Regions from separate parts of the Ovis aries genome. Here regions 1 and 3 are each linked to region 2. The links are chromatin contacts, called in public Hi-C maps. All regions are on one chromosome and are shown on one strand. Each heading gives the region's core, a stretch centred on a gene start, on an enhancer-like site or on the middle of the called end of the contact. The rest is flanking DNA. Distances are from core to core; before and after follow the strand shown.

Region 1 (2,700 bases), core at 110-2,609, 370 kb before region 2:
GAATACTGAAGTGGCTTGCCATTCCCTTCTCCAGTGGACCACATTCTGTCAGACCTCTCCACCATGACCCACCTGTCTTGGGTGGCCCCACAGGGCATGGCTTAGTTTAATTGAGTTAGACAAGACTGTGGTCTGTGTGATTAGATTGACTAGTATTCTGTGATTATGGTTTGTGTGTCTGCCCTCTGATGCCTCTCGCAACACCTACAATCTTACTTGGGTTTCTTTTACCTTGGACGAGGGGTATCTCCTTACCACCGCCGTTCCTGACCTTCAACGTGGGATAGCTCCTCTAGGCCCTCCTGCGCCTGCGCAGCCACCACTCCTCGGGTTGTTCCTCCCGGCTGCTGGCCCTGGCCTCGGGCATGGTAGGCTCCTTCTAGCTGCCGGCCCCTGGCCTCAGGCTCGGGGTGGCTCCTCCCGGTCGCCACTGGCCTTGGACGCGGGGTGTCTCCTCCCGGCCGCCACTGGTCTCGGATGCGGGGTAGCTCCTCTCGGCCGCCACTGACCTTGGACGAGGGTTATCTCCTCACGGCCGGCCCTTTTGACCTTGAATGTGGAGTAGCTCCTCTTGGCCCTCCTGCACCACGCAGACACTGTTCCTTGGACATGGGGTAGCTCCTCCTGGCCGCCGCCCCTAACTTCGGGTGAGGGGTAGCTCCTCTCAGCCATGCTTCTGCCGTGCAGTCGGTGGCAGCTGGCATTTGTATAGAGAAGGGGAAAAAATATAACACTAGTTTGTTTCCTCCTGCTGCTTAAGAGAGAGATAAAAAAAAGGTCTGAGATTTGCAGCCTATTTCCTCCCCTTTGGAGACCCCTGGCTTTCCTGCCTGTTGCCCTCTCACTGGAGTCTCAAGACTAGGGGGCTGAGTTGAGCCGGAGCCAGCCCCTTGCCCAAGGAGCACCGTCACCCTCTCTGGGGACACGGACAGCTCACTCTGGCTGGAGACAAAGTCCAGGCAAGGCTGGTGGAAGGCTGCCCTCTGCCCCAGAGCCTGGCGATTTTCCAACAGCTCTCCCGCCTTTCGCGGGGCTGGAAGGCAGCCTTCCTGGTGGGCTGGGGAGGAGGGCTAGGATAGGGATGGGCTGATAGAGTGTCAGCCTGAGGCAGGGTGGCGGGGGAGTGGGTGGCGTTCATCCCTGCTCCATCGTCATCCCAGGCAAGTCACCAAGGGGACCATCTCCAGATGCCCAGAACCAAAGCGGAGAGAAACTCTGTTTGGGGGCAATGTGTGCTGCAGGTCTGCTTCCCCCTAGAAGCAGTTGTAGGGACGGAGGAAACAGACAGAACAGTCTCCATCTTGAAAGCAGGACTCCGTCTTGGGCCGGACTGTGGACTTTGAGCTATTTGCCCAGTATCTATGGAAACGATTACCAATAGGAAAACCAGACCCCCCCTCCCCCGCCAGAAGGAAGAGCTCCAGGGCTTGTACCTAGACACTCCATTGCCTAAAAGAATATCCTAATTGTGTAACCGAATAGACTCATACATTCTATTATGCTTATTGGGGTATGACCACAGGCCTATTGATAATTGTCCACTGTTAACTACCTAGGCTTAAGGCATATGAATCATGGGTTAAATTTGTATCTTTCTTTTCCTTTGTTCAGACTAGTTTCAGGGAATTTGGTGAGGCAGGTTTGTGCACACATACTTAGGGTATATAAGGTTTTCACAAAAACAGGTCGGGGTCCTTGGCTAAGAGGAGACTCTGCCTTGGGCCCGCCGGTGTAATGAACTGCACTCCACTATCTGCATTGTCCTTCTGAGGGAGTTTGTTTCCCGGAACGTGTGGCTACAACAGTGGAGCATAGAAACCGTCTAGTTTTCTGTGTCTCTTCCCCCTGCATTCCTTGCAGACTATTCAATGCCTTCCCCTGGGGTTTCATTTTCCCTCGCCCTCCCTGTTGTCTGAAATGGCCCAGAGCTACTTAAGCTGTAGCCTGAGGTCATCTCTGAAAGAATAAGACCCTCTCTGCACACTTACAGTGGAGATACGACCTCACAGCACGGGGGTGCTGGCCGGGCTGAGCCCCACCAGGAGGCCCTGAGGTCTGGTGTTTGGAGAGGTCGCCACAGGCAAGCTTGGGTGCCTTGGGGCTCCCTTGGGGGTCAGCTCCCCCGAGGGAGGGCTGGGGGGAGGTGGGGGGGGGTGCTACAGAGATGGCCGCTGGGCTAGCTAAGCTGGCCTGGTACGTCCTGTGTTCACAGTCAACCCAGAGGAGCATCCCACATCCGCACAATCAGTCTCCCCAGCCAGGGGTACCTCTGTCTGGAAACGCCACCGGAGAGGTCCCCAGGTCTTACTCTGAGGTCTGCAAATCAGTTGTGCATTGCATTCTCTACAAACTGAGGGTTACTGATGAGAGAGACGCCTGTGATCTCACGGTCTGGGCCCCAGGGCAAGTGCAGGGCTTGGGACGCAGGTGGCTGGTGGGCAGTGGCTGAACCAAGGCAGAGAGAGGAATGCCTCACTTGTTCTGGAAACTTCTTCAATCTGTGACAACCCTTAATGACGCCCAGAGAAGAAACCATCGTCCTCCTCAGAATTATGTTCTGCTATCTGTGAATGAGCAATGCTTCCTTTTTTGGGTGGATCGTGGCTCAATGGACAGAATATTTACCTTACCATGTCCCCAGGAGGGGGATAAATTTGTTCCGAGTCATTCCTGGCAGACGCATCCCTGTGCCTGCAGGAA
Region 2 (2,700 bases), core at 186-2,685:
TTGCGGGGTGAATAGCTCATAACCCAACATCTGCATACACTCTTGGGGGTTACAGGAGAGTTGTTTGGGGAGAGAAACCACACGCACAGATACATTCAAAGGGTGTTTCCTGGGGGAAAGGAGTCTGGTTTTCATTCTTAGCTTTTCATGTAGGACTTGACTCCTCCCAGAACAGACAGCCCTTGTGGGTTTGAAAATGAAACAGAAAACTAGGAAATGACACTGCAGAGGATCTTGTTCTCTTCTTTTACTGCAAAGTCTCTCTTGAACTTGAGTGTTTCTGGGTGAGGTGCATGATATTCTACTCAATTTGTTTCATGATTCAGCCTCATAAAACATGGTTCTTGCCCTGGAGGATGCTGGCTTTTTCCCATTCTTTTCATTATTCTTCCAACTGCACCATTTGAGCCACAGGGCTCTCTCTTTGTCCTTCCCTAAATTTTCAAGGAATGGAATGAAGTTCTTAGAACTATGACTCCAATTACAGATTATTTAGAATTTACAAAGGAATCCAAATGAACATCTCTAGATAGTTTATTTTATTCTTTAAAAGGGCATATGTTTTGTTTACTGAAAAGACTAGAAAATGCTGGGACATTTCATTTTGGAAGTCTCTTGGAAAAAATGTGCAGACTTAAGCTAAATGTACAGTCCTAGCTTTTAAGAGCACTTCCTTCCCCAAATTGAACTTTTTTGCCTATGTGCTCCAATTTTTTTTTTTTTTAGGTTTGTTTAAACAGAGACAAGAATCACCCATATTTAAACAGCGATCTGAAGAACAGATCTTGTTACCGTACTTACAAAAGGCAGTCATAATTTTGCAAGGTAACAAGACACGGCGGGGGGGTGGGGGGGGGGGGGAGGGGTTTGAGGAACAATCACTTTGAATTCATTTGCGTGTGAAAGGAGAACAAACTAACTTGACAAGTCCTCCTAGGACCTCTGAAAAGCGGAAATGAGGGTTAATGCTGAAATGCTGAATCCCAGTAAGACTCTCTAAGATTTGGTTTCGGATCCTCACTTTTATCTGCACAGCCTGGCTTAGGATGCATACCGGGCCGAAGCTGCTGGGTGCTCCCAGAGACCATACCAAGTGCCCTCTTCCTCTCACCGGAGGGCCTGGGGCTCCCGCCGCCGAGCGGCAGTGGTTTTCACACAATTGGTTTCTGTTCGCACAGCTACACCAGGTGCTGCGCGGGGTCCAGGCTATTCCGGCGCCTCCTCTTACCCAGTGGCCAGATCTCCCTTTGGGCTCCCCAACTCCTTTTAGGTCTTTTTCTTCGGCTTTATGCACAGCCATGTCTTCTGGGCACGCTTTCCAGACGCTTATCCCATTCACCCCGAAGCGATGTTTCCGACCGTCTCAAGTCCACTCTCTGACGGTCATGTTTGGAAAGCGCTTCCAGGCTCAGCGCTTCCAGGCCAATTGAGAAGCAGCGTTTGCCTCGAGCGTCACCACCTGGTGGAAATGGGAATGACCGCCGCTTGCTGCTGAGGTTCAAAATGGAAAATGACTGCGGTGGCATTTCTAGTTTCTGTATTCTAAATATGGGGAAAAACCAAGATCATGGCACCTGGTCCCATCACTTCATGGCAAGTAGAAGGGGAAAATGTAGAAGCAGTTACAGATTCACTGCTGACAATGATTACAGCCACGAAATTAAGACACTTGCTCCTTGGGAGGAAAGCTATGACGAACGCAGACGGCGTATTAAAAAGCAGAGCCATCACTTTGCCTACAAAGGTTCGCGTAGTCAAAGCTATGGCTTTTCCAGGGGTCATGTATGGATATGAGAATTGCATCATAAAGAAGGCTGAGCACCAAAGAATTTGCTTTCAAACTGTGGTGCTAGAGAAGACTCTTGAGAGTCCCTTGGACTGCAAGAGTGCATCAGTTCATCCTAAAGGAAATCAACCCTGAATATTCATCGGAACGACTGATGCTGAAGCTGAAGCTCCAATCCTTTGGCCACTTGATGTGAAGAGCCAACTTTTTGGAAAAATGCTCTGATGCTGGGAAAGATTGAGGGCAGGAGGAGAAGGGGACGACAGAGGATGAGACGGCTGGATGGCATCATTGATCCAATGGACATGAATTTGAGCAAGCTTCAGGAGATAATGAAGGATAGGGAAGCCTGACATGCTGCAGTCCATGGGGTCACAAAAAGTTAGACACGACTGAGTAACTGAACAACAACAAATTTATAAGATATTAAGAGTGCAAGTTAAGAAATGATTTACTGGAGAATTCTCTGGCGGTTCAGTGGTTAAAAGTACAGCCCTCCATTGCAGAGGGCACAGGGCTGATTGCTAATATCTAAGATCCTGAATGCTGCATGGCATGGCCAAAAAAAGAAAGGAATGTTTTACTGATAGAAGCTTCTGACCAAAATGCATTTAAATACCTAAAAAGATGCATTAAACTTAGGGGTGTTCTCAACATTATCCTAATTGGCATTGCCAGGTAACATAATAGATATCCAGGCAGTTGGAGTGGGGACAGGCCTGCAGGAAGCTAGCTGGGCTCTCTCTCTGAGTGGGGGACTAGGACTGGATTAGACTCGGGGGGAGTTCTAAACCTGCCTCTGACAGCATCATTATGAAACCTGGGTAAATCATTTCACATCCGGGAGCTTTCTCCTTTGCTTAACAAATGTGTAAAGGGAATCAGCTAAGTGCTGGATACCAGATGGGGTAGTG
Region 3 (2,700 bases), core at 78-2,577, 360 kb before region 2:
CAGCTCACACCAGGAATAATTAAGCAGAGCTTTGCTGCCGGAAAACCCAAGGCCAATTTGGGGCTGTCATGGGCCATGACGGCCTCCAGTCAATGACTCCGGTTCCTGCCCCACCCCACCCCCACCCACGCATGGGGATTTGCCTGATTTCTGAGATCTACCTTAGGAACAGCCACCCGATCGTGCAGCTCTAGAATCTGACTTTCTGCAGCTCTAGAATCTGACTTTCGAGAATCTGCACACCAAACAGTGGCTTACAAGTTAGAATCCATGCTCTGCCCTGTGCTGCGTCCCCATGAGGCTCTCTCTTCATAAGTACGATTAAGCTGAAACCCCAGTCTGCCATCTGTGTCTCTTTCGAACTCCCTTGCAGGTTTCAGATGGAGCCCAGTTTTGTAGCAAGGATCGTGTTCACTCTTCACGTCAATGTGCAGGAGATTCAGCGGCAGCTTAATGTCAGAGACAAATTCCCCAGCCCTGGCTTGGGTGTGTGAAGAAAGTCTCCAGATGGTTCTTTGAGGTTTTTCACCCCAGTTACGTGGGGGGTGGGGGTGGGGGCGGACCCTGAGCGGTCAGCCACGGACACTGCCATCACAGGTGGAGATTGCTGGGTGTCACTGACGGCCCCGCTCCCAGGCATAATGACCGGCAGGCCCCAGTGCAAGAGAGCTGGCATTTCTGCTACTGATGGAAACCAGATGTGAAGGGGACCCGTGTAATCACAGGAAAGCTGGTTAATGGTGGAGTGGGGAGGGGAGGCCCTGACACTGAGTACAGGATTGGGGGAGGGCAGGCTCTGTCTTCCTCCTGTCTTTGAATGACGTCTCTTTCATCAGCGCTTTGAAATGCTGACACTGGCCTGCAGCCGCTTGTTCAAGGAATCACACTGGCAATTTTTGCATGTTTGACACTTTCTTACTCGGAAGAAGGGGACAGGCTGGCAGAATCAGAGGATGCTTTTGCTTTAGGAATGAGGGTTTCGGGACTTTGTGACACAGGTCCTGTGTCGACCTGAATGCCATCGGGGACACGTCTTTCCAGCCCACAGGGTGTCCAGCCCGCAGGCAGGCAGGCCCTGGCCCCTCGGGCAAGAAGGGGAAACTGCACGCTCACGGTTCTTGCTTCAGTTGGAAGCTGGTAAGGCTTGTCCGAGTCGCCACAAAGTTCACTTCCACTTCTGGCCCGCCTGTTTCTCTCACTTCCCCAATATCTTGTTAAAACCGCAGGAAAAAGAACACATTGCTCCTTGCCTAAGGTCATCTTTGGAAGAAGCACATTTGACTTTTAGAGGCATCAGACTTCCTGGCCTCGATGGAGAAACACAATTACTCGGTGAACTTTTGAGCTGAATGATCCCGGCAGAGGGACAGTACACAGGAGCCTAAAGAGGCAGAAAGGCCATGGGGAGGGGAGCGGGGAGCAAGGCGGAAACCAGGGCGAGTCCAATTGCCTGAGTGTTTACCAAGACGGAGGCAGGTTAGGGCGCCAGGTCCTGCCACGTCTTACTGCTGCAGACACAGGACCAATTGACCCGCGATGGCAGATCTTCCTTCTTTTTTGGGGGGGCATGGTCATGCCAGGGGCCAAGTTCTGACCTGACTTTTAAGAACCTCCCTTTCACAGCCCAAGGCCTCTGCGGGGAGCAGGGGGGCAGCCTAAGCGTGCTCCGATACTCGGCAGGATCCCACTGCCCGTCTTGTGCAGCCCTTGTGGTCCACCTCGGTTTGCGGCCTCAGTTTCCGGGCCTCCATCGCGTCACTCGTCCCTCCACGGCTATGCTCATGCTCCACCTGCCTGGGCGTGTGGTGTGTTCTGGACACCCCTGATCTCTACAGCCGGCTGTCACAGTGTCCAGACACCCTCATGACCTTCCACACCCAGCAGTGCCACCCACGCACGTCGGCACCATCCAAAGGGCACTCCTCCTTAGGACTCTAGCTCAGTTCCCTAGCCACCGGAGCAAGCGTGGTCCACCCTCCTCCAAAAGAGTGCTTTCAAGCCATCCTTGATCTGGAGTCCAGGTGCTCCACAGTCGTCCAGGGACCAGCTCGGTTTTCACCTCAATTTAACCACTTGGTACTCTGTCCGAGGAAGTACAAACAACAGATGTTTAACACATGTCAGCTGGAGGAACACATGGCTTACGTGGTGGGATCATCTTCCAGATTTTCTAGGAACCAAAAGAGAGTTCATCATCAAGAAAGAGCTTGGGGAGGCTGTGTCCCCAAAGAAATGTCCAGGAGGTCTGGCTGTCATATCAGAAATGGCAAGTGACCCATAGCCTTTGGAAGAGATGATGATTTGTTTGAGAATTCTGAGTCTAAAGAAGCCTAAGATTTAAGCTTTCTGTCCATCCATCCATCCATCCATTTATCCACCCATCCACCCATCCATCCATCCATTTACCCATTCATCCATTTACCTATCCATCCACCCATCCATCCATCCATCCCTTTGTTCATGTATTTCTCTCCTTTCATTTTTCCCCAATACTGATAAGAATATGAAAACAGGGAGCAGTCTCTCACTATCTGAGGTGCTGTCTCCTGGGCTGTAGTCCTCATTTTGCCCCAAATAAAACTTAAGCTTGCAACTCTTAAAAAAAAAAAAAAAAGAATATGAAAACAAATCAGACAAGCCTCTAGGCTTGAGAAGCATCTAGATTTTCTTTTCTCAGATTTTTGTAGCTATGTGATTATT

Evidence for each region. A called contact is a pair of places that touch in the nucleus more often than the background predicts.
Region 1: a Hi-C map of liver shows a contact between it and region 2, with 7 times the contacts expected there. The contact joins two enhancer-like sites. A contact is called at or near these places in 11 of 16 Hi-C or Micro-C datasets (blood, liver, mesenteric adipose tissue and 5 more).
Region 3: a Hi-C map of liver shows a contact between it and region 2, with 9 times the contacts expected there. The contact joins two enhancer-like sites. A contact is called at or near these places in 14 of 16 Hi-C or Micro-C datasets (blood, liver, mesenteric adipose tissue and 6 more).

Annotation. Positions count from the first base shown.
Region 1 is chr1:272,070,255-272,072,954 of ARS-UI_Ramb_v3.0, reverse strand. No RefSeq gene overlaps it. Among named protein-coding and RNA genes, the nearest start is that of ETS2, 290 kb to the right of the region's middle. Within about 2 kb of position 1,359, at least 1 of the 54 cell types and tissues checked has an H3K27ac peak or open chromatin away from gene starts, as enhancers often do. A contact at or near this core is called in liver, where this site is marked.
Region 2 is chr1:271,695,681-271,698,380 of ARS-UI_Ramb_v3.0, reverse strand. No RefSeq gene overlaps it. Among named protein-coding and RNA genes, the nearest start is that of ERG, 85 kb to the right of the region's middle. Within about 2 kb of position 1,435, at least 20 of the 54 cell types and tissues checked have an H3K27ac peak or open chromatin away from gene starts, as enhancers often do. A contact at or near this core is called in liver and tail adipose tissue, where this site is marked.
Region 3 is chr1:272,052,733-272,055,432 of ARS-UI_Ramb_v3.0, reverse strand. No RefSeq gene overlaps it. Among named protein-coding and RNA genes, the nearest start is that of ETS2, 270 kb to the right of the region's middle. Within about 2 kb of position 1,327, at least 12 of the 54 cell types and tissues checked have an H3K27ac peak or open chromatin away from gene starts, as enhancers often do. A contact at or near this core is called in liver and tail adipose tissue, where this site is marked.